Regions from separate parts of the Rattus norvegicus genome. Here region 1 is linked to region 2. A link is a contact called in public Hi-C data. All regions are on one chromosome and are shown on one strand. Each heading gives the region's core, a stretch centred on a gene start, on an enhancer-like site or on the middle of the called end of the contact. The rest is flanking DNA. Distances are from core to core; before and after follow the strand shown.

Region 1 (6,359 bases), core at 3,523-6,022, 550 kb before region 2:
GAAATAATTATTTAAACCAGTGTTAGCACACTGAACACATAGTAAATACAATTATTTTACTTTGGAAATTCTGATCAGGACAATATTTTTCTTAGGAAAAAAAAGGTAGCTGCTGGCCTGGGAACAGGGAGATCTATTGAAGCCCTGTGCCCCAGCTCCTTACCAACTCCCTTCTGACAGCCACATACATGCTGTTGAAGTATAACAGTGCTCACTGCAAAGGGAAAGAGGCCTAGTGTATTCTGGAGCCAAATATGAGAGACCATGGCCTGAGAACACAGACTCAGATGACCCCTAAACGCCATGCTCCAGTGTAGTAACAGCTTTAGGAATAGCATTTTATAGGTAAGGGACAGGAAAAGCTATAAATTAAAGCATTTAAAAACTACATCTATGGTACTATCAGCAAAGCACGACCATGTTGGCTACAGGACTCATGTATCATCTGATGACATTTTTTGCCTTTGGGTTGGTGAAAGCTAAAAAAGATTTTATCTGATAGACCAACGGGAGTTAGGTCAAACGCAGAGGTGAGCAAGAAATGACAACCAAGAGGTTGAAGACAGCCCAGTAGATCCACAGCATCCCAGCTCCACCATCAGAGGCCTTCCAATCTGTCCATCGGCCTTGTAGAACGTTTAGCACAGGTGTGGCCTCTTTCTCGGAACTTCAGTTCATACCTCCTACATTCTTTCTGTGCCTGTGCCCTCAGGTCAGGCTGCTTTCCTGTGGACCATTTCTCATCAACAATGCATTTTAGGTCTCAGATTCCAATGACCAGAACCCCTAGCAGTCTGGCCACCCTCAGATGGTCTTGGATATTACGCTAGGTTTTCTGGCCTTAGCTTGTTGGAGAAACACCTTAAGAGGCTTGTGTCGTATCTCTTAGAAATTATTTATTCTGCATTAAAAAAAAGAATACTTTGGCCCACCATACTGCTATTTTTATTATGAGAAAATAAGTTTTGAGCCAATGGTTGTAATGATAGATACATATTAAATACAGTACAACTGCTATGCTTACTGACTTGACTGTGGATTACTACAAAGAGAATAAAAGGTAAAGACGCGGATCGTATAGTTTAAAGGGCATTCCTATTCAGGAGGGCAGAGGCTTCTGCCCTCATGCCAAGACTTGGTGCAAGTCACTGAGCAAGCAAGGACTTCCATTATTCTATGTTAGCAAATATTCTTACTGTTCCAAGTTTTGCAACTTGTATTATCATTGCTACTCAAACTAGCCCAGGTGGCTCATACAGGAGCAAAGTGTATCTGTATCCGTGTACAGTACCTCTGACATCACACGAGCTCATCAGAACAATACACATGGGTTTGACTGTGAGTCTACACTGTGTTGGGAGGGCTAAAACGAAGAGTAAAATACATGGCCCTGAACAAGGAAAGGAAGAGTGCTATGGCGATGCTAACCTTTGACTTTATTTAGTGTCCCTTTGTAGGCGCTACATGTGTGCGTCTTTAGCCTATAGGTGGCATTTCTAACGGTGTGATTCCAGAGTACAGTTCAGCAAGAACATATAGCAGGACAGAAAATACCTTGAAATAAATTATTTTCTAGTAACCATATTCAACTAAAATCATATCTATATAGACTTGAGGGAATTTAGTTTCCAAGGCCATATGTTTCAAGCAGGCATCGCAATGGAATAGTTGAAAGGACACTTACCTCCCTTTTTTTGAGACAGGGTTTCTCTGTGTAGCCCTAGCTGACCTGGAGCTTGCTCTGTAGATCAGCCCTCCTCTGCTTCCTGAGTGGTAGGACTAAAGGCATGTGCCGCCATTGTCAGGCTAAAGCAAAAGCATCTTAAGGGATGAGGGCCGGCCAATCAACTCATGTGTTCTAGATTAGTTAAGGGGATCCTTTGAATAGGCCTTTTTACTCAGGACACAAGCAGGGAAATAATTACAAGTTAAAGGCTAGCCTCAGCTAAATATCTAACTGGGCTACAGGGTGAGATCCTGTCGCACAAAAGCAAAATAAATAAATAAATAAATAAATAAGTGAATAAATAAATAAATAAATAAATAAATGGAATTGTCGTGTACCTTTACTATTACCCTTTCATAATATTTTAGTGTAATTATATATTCATGAAATAACGTTACATTATTTCATGCATGGCTCACTATGCCTACTGATATTTCAGCAAAAGAAATAAAAGGCAGTTTCCTAGCAACACCTGTATTCAAAGGAACAGCAACAACAATAAAAACTTAATTATAAACACTTTCTTTCCCTCAAAGTTGACTTTTGTCTATCTAGGGAAGTTACTGGGTAGCAATGAAAGCTTGGCACAGGCCGAGGCGTAGGAACAGGTCGGAACTGAGTCTTAGTCTTTCTTTCCCGGGGATGGATGAACAGGATGATCCACTAGGGTTCACACCTAGAACAGCCTTTCCCTTAACAGTCAGCGGTGCTGTAGATACAGTTCTGTCCGGTACTGTTCGGTCCATTTACTTGAAGCTGCAGAATGGGTACTCCAACTGGGAGCCAGGATGCTGGGTTCCTAGTGGCCTATCTTGTCTGTGGATACACAGACAAGCCCCCTTCTCTGGGTTTGTGATTAAGTGGATGACACTCAGAAAAGAGTGTTACAAACGTCTTCGACCTCTATAACCCTTACTAATTACAACTGTCCTTGCCATCCTCCTGCCTGGGTTTATTGACATTTTCGAAATAGACATCACAGCTTCCCTGGTTCTATTCCTGCACCCTAGGAAACCATCCTTGGACATTAAGCAGCTGACTTCCTGGGCCTTTCTGGAGGGGAAACATGGCCTTGTGTCATGCCTTAAAGAGATTTCCTGCGGGTGTGTGGGGCCCAGCCACTGAGTGAGGCAAAGGTGATCTAATCACAGTAGAAGTTTGCAGCCAAGAAAACAGCTTCGTTTAAAGGGGAAGTGGCCTTTTCGTTTTCTTATTTTCAGAAAAGCTGGGATTTTTTTTTTCTCACGTCGACAGCGTGCGCACGAGTCATTTTAAGTCTCTACATCTTTCACCCTGAAAGTCCCTGCACAGAAACTCCGCGGGGAATCTAAATATAGCTGCACCGAATTCGCCCCGCCTTCAGCCAGGGGTCTCCACGCTCTTGGATTGGAGAGCTTATTCCAGGACGCTCTCTCTCTTTTTCTCTCTGCATCTGCCTTGAATAGCAGGGCACGGAGCAATCTCTCTAGCACCTCCACGGTGTGTGGGTGTGAAGTGTATTAGGGGAAGGCAGGAGTGACTCTGGGTGTTGGCGCTGGCTCACAGTCACGTGGTACCGCTGCCAGCTGCACAGCGCTAGGGGTTAGTAGTGCCTTCTGCCCAGAGGCTTTAAAGAAAGCAAGGTCATGCTGAGTAAGAACCAGGGAGAGGTCTTCACAAAACAATAACGATAAAAATAAAAGTAAAACTTTTAGCTGACACTCTGACTGCAGAGAGCAGCTGTCTGTGGGCGTGGGTGTATGCACGGGGTGGGCGGGGGTGTTGGTAGAGTATTATCTGCTAGGGGTGAGGCAACCAAGATTTTTGCCTTAGTGTTGGTTGATATTCATGGAAATGGGGGGAAAAGGCACACGGATGGCCACTTTGCTATTGTCTACCTTGGTTTTGTATTGAAAGCACAGTTCAGTTGAACTTGGTGATTTTTTTTTTTAATGTTTGGGAGGAAGGCAGCTCTCTTGGAAGTAGTTCCCAATCCTGGCGTCCTCTCAGTTTCCCCAACGCTGAATCTGTTGTTTAATTGCTAACAATGTTTTTGAAAGGCAGAGTTCTGAGCCAGCAGCACCATAATCTCACTCTTAGCCAAGAGCGCTGGCTTTGGGGAGTCCATCTGCCAGAATTGGTAGGAGATCCAGTCAGTGGTTCCCCTCGTCTCTAAACATTGTAAGTTACAGCATCCTGTCTGAGAGGCAGGTCCTGGACTCCCCACCCTCTGCGATCCTTCTCTAACTCACTGGGGACGCCACCGTCGCGGCGGAGACTTAAAGCAGTTTTATGACTTTCTCCCACTTAAATGGAAATTTCTTGAAGGAGGGAAGTGGGTTCATTTTCCCAGGCTTCTCTGTCAGGAGGAGCTCCCTCACCGCAAAGGAGCTACTTTGGAGTTTTACGCCCTCCCCACACCCCACCCTTGGGGATGGGAAGGATGTTCTGCGACTCGCGGGCTTGTAGGATGGAAAGTCACAGCCTGCAGGCTGGATTGAGTCGCGGGAAGCTGCTGGGTCCCTGCCTGGCGCTCTCCGGGTGTGTCCATTGAACTGCGGTGGACTGGTCCCCAGCGCGGGAACCCAAGCGCCACTGCCCCAAGCGTAGCCCGGTTGGCTCGCTCCTAGGCTAGCCAGCACCTGGAGGGCAGGACAGAACCTCTCTTGCTCGCACCCATCGCCCAAGGATGGCAAGACCAGGCGCGGCGTAGCAGCGTGAGAAGCCCAGAGACCCACTCGTCCAGTTTGTTCTCGAGGCACCAGGAGGACTTAACCCTCCGAGCTCCAGGAAGAACCGAGCCAAACTCAGCCTGGGAGACCGACTTGGGATCAGGCTGGTGCTCTGCGGGGGTGCAGGGGACAGACAGACTCGAAGCCAGCTGGGTGTGCACGCGTGCGAGCGTGCCTCGGGGCATCCCGCACACCCTCGGTCCCGTGTGGCGACACTCCGCGGGGAGGAGGGAGTGGCAGCCACCGGACTAAAGGAAAGCGAGGGACACCTCACAAAGTGACGCCCCCAACAGGTCCGGATTTGGAATTGGAAGCGGCAGAAATCCGGACCTCCCCGGGCCTGCTCCGCACACCCCGCCGCCCCCGCCCGGAGCCCAGACCCTCGGCTTGCCGGCCCCCCAGGGCGCCCCGTCGGCTGCGGGCTTCCTCCTGCAGACCTGCCCGCGCACATGAAGCGGCTGCCCCCGCCGCAGGCGCCGGCGCCCCCCTCGCGGTGCCCGTGGTGATGCCATGCCCCGCCACCACGCGGGAGGAGAGGAGGGCGGTGCCGCCGGGCTCTGGGTGAGGAGCGGCGCGGCGGCGGCGGCGGGTGGGGGGCGCCCGGGCAGCGGCATGAAGGATGTGGAGTCCGGCCGCGGCAGGGTGCTGCTGAACTCGGCGGCCGCCAGGGGCGACGGCCTGCTGCTGCTCGGCACCCGCGCGGCGGCGCTCGGCGGAGGCGGCGGCGGCTTGAGAGAGAGCCGCCGGGGCAAGCAGGGGGCCCGGATGAGCCTGCTGGGGAAGCCGCTCTCCTACACCAGCAGCCAGAGCTGTCGGCGCAACGTCAAGTACCGGAGGGTGCAGAACTATCTGTACAACGTGCTGGAGAGACCCCGCGGCTGGGCGTTCGTCTACCACGCGTTCGTGTGAGTACCCGCGCCCCCACCCGCGACCCCCGTGCGGCCCTAGCCATGCCCTCTGATGGGGAGCCCCCTGCCCCTGGAGCCCCGGGGCGCACTTGGCGCCAGCGCCCTGACCCTAGGCTTGGAAACGCGCGCGCGCACACACACAGAGCTACACACACGTGGTGGGTTTTTTTTTTTTTTTTTAATTTCTTTGCACGTGTTTGCCATCCGCCCTCTGGAGCCCTCCATCTCTCTTGTGCCACCTCTGGTTCTGGTTCAGATTGAACCGTTTTGCCCCAGAGCACCCAGGGGACTGCGGGTCAGTTCCAGGTACCTGGGTGATTGAAGGCAGAAGCTAGACTTAGGGGACTCAGATAATCGGGAGCGATTAGGTCCTGATATACAGAAACTTAACTGAGTGGGGCGCCCAGGAGCTGGGAAACGCTCCGGGAGGTTGTGCACCAACCTGAGGCTGGAGAGTATATTGGAAAGATTGGGAGGGCATGGCGGGGTGGCATGGAGTGGAGAGGAGAAGGTTAAGAGTGGGTCCACAGTCAGCTCTGGGGTCAAGCAGAGGAAGCTGCTACGTGGTGGAGAGACTAGGTTGTAAGCGCGCCCGGAAACACGCCTGGCCACCATCACAGCTGTCACCAACGGAAAATCTGTCAGTGCACGCAGTAGTCATTGCCACATAGAGGTGGTCAGAGTCTGGCAGGCTATTCAAGCTCGGCTGCAGGCAGCTCCAGCTACAAGTGGAGAACCTGGGGGGAGGGGGAGGGGGGTCAGGAACATGGCCAGAGGTGCTATAACAGAAGTGCACAGGGGCCAGCTGTGAGTGACCTGGATTAAGCAGTGGGTTTAGTTGGCACTTATGGCGCTGAGACAAAGTGTCTGTGTGTGTGTGTGTGTGTGTGTGTGTGTGTGTGTGTGTGTGTGTGTAGTAAGCTCTCACCTTCGAGCAGAGAATGCGAGAATGCTTAATGAGAAAATGATTGGAAGCAAATGTTTATTTTTCCCTTAGGCATTAAAAAGCTTTCG
Region 2 (5,663 bases), core at 426-2,925:
TATGTCCGTATATTAACAGGAAAACAATATCACTAAATACCATAATGAGTAACAGCACATACTTACAAGAGGGACACAAATTACCAAATCATGTAGATCTGGTTGCCTATTCGGTATGCTCCATGAATGCTACCACACTTGAGTTAAGGTCTGAAAATTGAGAGCTTGGGGTAGGCTTGGGTTATGTGTCAATCCAGCATCTCCATGTCACTCAATAATAAGCATCACCACCCCAGGAAAGGCCCTTGATATATATATATATATACTTACTTACTTACTTACTTGCTTACTTACTTACTTACTTACTTACTTACTTACTTACTTACTTACTTATACAGGGTTTCACTCTGTAGCCCTGACTATCCTGGAACTCACTTTGTAGACCAGGCTGACCTTGAACTCACGGAGATCCGTCTGCCTACAGGCATATACCACCACACCCTGGACCCTTTGATTTTAAAGGTATACAGAGGCTGCATTTGACGACAACTCAAACATCAGAAAATAGAGTTTTCCAAACTCAGAAGAAAGGCTGTGAAATACAGAACAGCTGAGCATAGGATGCCAAGAAACCAAGACAAAGTAGGAAGAAAGACTGTCCAGAGAGGGACCACACATGCACTTTAGAGACAGGGGAATATACTATCAGATGCCTTAGAGATGGGTATGCAGGGCCTGTGACAGGCTGTCACATCCAGAAATTGTGGGCTAGCATTTTTTCCAGTCCAGCTGAACACTCCTTCCCTATGCTCTCATCTTGACCTGTGCTGCCTTCTGTCCATTTGTCAGCTGTCTTACTAGTCTGAAAGTGCTTTGGCTGAAGGGGCTTGTGTCTTACACAGGCTTCCTTCAGTGGTGCACTATCAGATGAAATGAACTGTTTCCTATCACAAAAGCAGGCAAACAAGACCAAGAGTGCCACCATTAAATCTCTGCGGCTAAGGGAAAAAAAAAAAAAAACCACAAAACACTTTTTTAGCATTCATAAAGCCCTGGGTTCAGTCTATAGCACTACAAAGGAAATGTGTGTGTTTGTGCGTGTATACTTCTGTTTGTACATATGTGTGTATCGATGTGTCTTTGTCTGGTAGCTACAGCCTGTTTTCCCAGGTACTCAGACCACTTGAACTCAGAATCTAAATCCAGCATGGGCAATTCATGGTGAAACTCTGTCTCAAAATAAGAGGAGAAAGAAAATCAAAACTCTCTGGGTCATATCCCAGACCAATTAAATCAGAATTAGAGTCAGGGCCCCAAGCTCCCCGGGTGATTCCAAAGAGCAGCCAAGCTTGGGAAATAGTGCTGTCTTCACAGTCAATCAAACGCCTCTTCAGTTCACAGTCAGCTGGGCCCTCTCTGCCCTGCACTTGGTTTGGCTGCTGGCCGGGCCATCCATCTGTTGTAGTCACTGCTGCTTCTGTTTTCCCATTATTCTGTCTACATATTCATGTCTTCACCCCGATTTAGAGATACTGGAAGGAGACTCTTGTGAGATTTTATAACTCGTGGCAACACAACAAATGCACCTACGTTTCCTTAGAGCCTCAGAAGCACACATGTGTTTGTATTTATAGATATATTCTGCCCGAGGTTTAACTTAGCTGTAGTTCCTTACTTCTCAGAAAATGTGTGAGCAGGCTTCTCCAGTTTCTGGAAGAGGTGCCTATTCAGTCTGCGGTGAATCTTTTGCGCCCTCTAGTGGTGTTACTGCAGCACCTCAGCTTTGTTCAACAGGATCAGATTTCTCCACTCCTCTTGATTACCAAGAGCATTCAAAGAGATTGACCGGAGGAATCCTTAGCTCTCGCCTGTTGCATTAACCCTGTAATGCATGCGACTCACTCACGTGAAGAAGAGAATTCTCTGAGTGTAACTGACTTCTTTCATTTAGGGGACCCCAAAGACCAGCCAGGAAGTGCCATAAGAACGGGCCATTCACTTGGCAAAGGTTTATTGAGCGTGTTATGTGTCAGGCACGTGTGAGTGAAAAAAGGCTCTAGTACATCAAAGTACCAAGATATTAAGGCAGTAGGAGACTGTAATAATTAAAGGCTTAACTCTGGAGTCAAACTGACTGATTTCCTATCCCATGCTTGATAGATAGTTCCTTAAACATGAGCCAAGTGACTTGGCCTCTCTCTCTGTATGGGTCCTTATCTGCAAAATAATTATACACCTCTCTCCAAGTATATTAAGAAGTACAGTCTAATACTATATCACCCTAATTATTAAATATATTTTAAAGGCCTTAATTTTTACCCTGGTGCAATGTCCAAAATAATTCCTTTTTTCCCCAGGCATTGCACAAGCTATCACCACTTCTTTTGTAAACATGGCAGAGGCCCCCAAAGTCTTTGACCTCCTTGACCAGCCGGTTTATAGCCTTTCATTTGTTCCTGGTTTCTTGGCCCTTCCTCATAGTTCCTATCTAAAGCAGGGGTCAGGAATGACAGCTAGGTCAAAACTCTAACCCAAAGTTTGTTGGGTGCAAATTCAGTGTCACTGGGTTGTCTGTCTCCTCCAGGGGTTTTTCTTTCAGGCAGAAACCATTGGACCTTTAGGACACACAATTTTCACCCGATGCCCTTTCACCTAGAATTCCTTCTTGCCCTTCATCTGGGTTCTTCAGTTTCTCCGTATTTACGCCCACCTATGTCGGGAGAGCGAAGACAGAATTCCCAGGCTGGCCCAAGACACGAAATCAGCTTTCACCCTCTACCCGCTAACCCGGGACTTCCCAGACCCCAGATCTCTCTCACTTTGCTTATTTTTATAGCTAGAAGTCATCTTTGTATCTTAAATACAATGGTCTTAGAGAGGCGAGTAAAGGAATAATTAAAAGGCATTTCAAATTCATAGTTGAATGGCTTCTCTTAAGACACTTCTCTCAAGGCAGACATAGTGGCACATGCCTTTAATCCCAGCACTCAGGAGGCAAAGGTAAGTAGATCTCTGTGAGTTCAAGGTCAGCTTGCTCTACAGAGTGAGTTTCAGGACAGGCAGGGTTGCCAGAGAAAACCTTTCTTGAAAGGCCAAAAATAGATATTTCCTTCATTTTCAACAATCTCATTTCTTCCTGAGGTTTAGAATTATTAAGCCAGGAGCTTCATTTCTTCCCCCTTGGTAACCAGAAAACGGTCCACTCTCTGCCCTCTGGGAGATAATACACTCCAAAGTACAAAGTAAAACGAGAGACTACGTCAAGAGTAATGTATGTATACTGAACCAGGATATAAATAAGCAGAGAACCCCGACATTCATTCAAAAGGAAAATATTACAATCGGCAGGGAAAGAGGAAAACTTTTTGAGAGCAGAGTGAATTGCCAGCACGAGTCCCTTGGGGAAGAAAGACAGAGACAAAGATGGACAACATGGTGAGTGTTGCTTTAGATTCACTGGTACACATGCCAGAGGTCACGTGACTAGCCTCGACCATCTGCCTCGCAGCTTTGAAGCCTCTTGGCTCCAATCCTCCCTGTGAGGGAGCTCTCTGGATTGGTAGACTGTGAGCCTGGCACCAGCAATAACTTACCACTTAAGAGGTGAATGGCCTTGGAGTGGGTTACTTAAACTCTTCCTTCCCCCTGACTCCAAGAGGAAGGTGGAAAATTGTTACTTTCGAACGGGTGTGGTGCAGATAAACTGCTTAGCACGGTGCAAGGCATCCAGAAAGCCGTGACCATTAGAGAGCCATCGAAGAGGGCAAGAGCTATCTATGTCGTGTCCAACTTTGTACCCTTACCGCCCAGCTGAGCATCCTGGGGACCATACGGAATGCTCACATCCAGGTTTGGAATTTCCCAGTCAGCACCAGAGAAAGGATGAAATGGCACAGGAACAAGGATAGCAAGACATCCTCAGAGATGCTTTCTCGGGCTCTCCTACTCCCCATTCGTTTTCCTCTCTCTACCTCTGACTTTGACTATGAAAATGTCTGTCCCTAAAGAACTGAGAAGACAATTCTGATATAGAAAAGGGGCATCACTCATACCTCGTCTTCCTTAGAGCAAACTTGGTATAGGTTGATTCCAAAATGTGTATAGTAGTGTCCCAGAAATAAAACCTAAGGTTATTGTTGTTGCCTTGTTGTTTCTAGCAGGATCTTGCTATGTTGCCCACCCTGGCCTTCAACTTCTGACTTGGTTGCAATGAGTAGAGAGGCACCTCAGTGCTTAGCCACAAGTTTGATTTAGATGCTAGTCATATTTTCTTTCCTACGGTTTTGATGATTCTAAAATGATGTACCGTGTGTGCTGTGGTATGTAGTTAAAAAGTAGAAACAACATGCAACATGAAATAAATGGCATCTGTAACTAGTGCATTGCTTTATTGATTAAATAAAGGGAGGTCCTCATTAAGACAAAAAAAAAAAGTAATTCGGTTTAAAAGGTATCTACTTCTAGGCAGACACAAGAGGCCACTGTGGGCAGGCTGCAGGCAGCGGAAGCATGCTGCTGAACCCAGCCCCACCTGGGACCCCAGCATCTTCTCATTGTCAACATGGGAGATGAGGATTTAAGATGGGAGCCAGGAAGGACTGGGTGGGATCGTGCTTTGCTATGGACTGGCTGCTTATTTGAGGGAGGGGAGGAAGTCACTCTAAGATCTTTGTATTTCTGCTTTCCAAAATATGTATAAAGCAGAAAGGAATATCACTCCCAGTCCTGTTGAAGCTAAGGCATAATGCACTATGCATACAAGTGTGTGCATACATGTTTATGTGGGTGGGTACATAGAGGTGCATGTGCAGGTAGAGGCCAGAGATTGACATTTGATATCTCTCAATTGATTGGACCTGGAGCCCCAGCTGTGTCTGAGATCATACGTGAATAGCAGGGATCTAGACTCAGGCCTTTCAAAACCAAGTTTTCCCAGCCCCACCCAGACTTCCTCTACTTTCTGCTGAAAATTTTTTCCTAAATGGTTTTAAGAAAACAAACAGATAAACACATTGCTGAGAATGGTGGAGCACGCCTTTAATAACAGCACTCTGGAGGCAGAGGGCATATTGATCTTTGTGAGTTCAAGGCAAGCCTGGTCTACAAAACGAGTTCTAGGACAGCCAAGGCTTTTACAGAGAAACTGAGTCATGAAATAAAAAAGAACAAGAAGGACAAAAATTTAAAAAATAGAAAAAGATAAAAGGAGGAAGAGGAAGAAAAGGAGGAAGATTGGAAGAAGGAGGAGGAGGAGGAGGAGGAGGAGGAGGAGGAGGAGGAGGAGGAGGAGGAGGAGGAGGAGGAGGAGGAAAAGAAGAAACAAACACAAAATCCCTTTCCTAAATAAGGAGATTGGCGTTGAAAAATATGGTTAAGAGTTAGGATGTTGTGGATGAGTGATTCAACAGTAATTAGGATATAATTAGTGGGAGGTTAAAGATACAATTAGAAGATAGAGTTTGGTGTTTTTAAACTACTAAACAACTTGGGGATTTAGTCAAATAACCTATCACTTCAGATAGATAATGGATATTTTCTCTTTAAAGTCTAATCTTTCCACTTTTAACCGAAGGATGATAAATGTTAGTCTTTAGAACAGAGACCAGCTCACTGTTTGGAATCCATGACTGCTATAATAGGAATCAGTGAACTATTTAATGGTTGAAAAAACACCATCAGGTTTAACATTTACCAGCAATGAGGCTGCACAGATTAATTAAAGT

Evidence for each region. Hi-C and Micro-C count contacts between places; a contact is called where the count stands out from the background.
Region 1: a Hi-C map of prefrontal cortex shows a contact between it and region 2, with 4 times the contacts expected there. The contact joins the promoter of Kcnq5 here to the enhancer-like site in region 2. A contact is called at or near these places in 11 of 12 Hi-C or Micro-C datasets (the A7r5 cell line, the Rat2 cell line, Schwann cells and 6 more) and 1 of 1 datasets of contacts at active chromatin or transcription factors (oligodendrocytes).

What each region holds. Positions count from the first base shown.
Region 1 is chr9:31,889,694-31,896,052 of GRCr8, reverse strand. Kcnq5 (potassium voltage-gated channel subfamily Q member 5) reads left to right here and starts at 4,772. Exons shown (of 15, transcript NM_001134643.2): 1 at 4,772-5,342. The coding sequence starts at 4,948.
Region 2 is chr9:31,335,238-31,340,900 of GRCr8, reverse strand. The region is part of intron 12 of Kcnq5 (potassium voltage-gated channel subfamily Q member 5); the gene reads left to right. Among named protein-coding and RNA genes, the nearest start is that of Khdc1b, 20 kb to the right of the region's middle. Within about 2 kb of position 1,675, at least 25 of the 93 cell types and tissues checked have an H3K27ac peak or open chromatin away from gene starts, as enhancers often do. A contact at or near this core is called in prefrontal cortex, where this site is marked.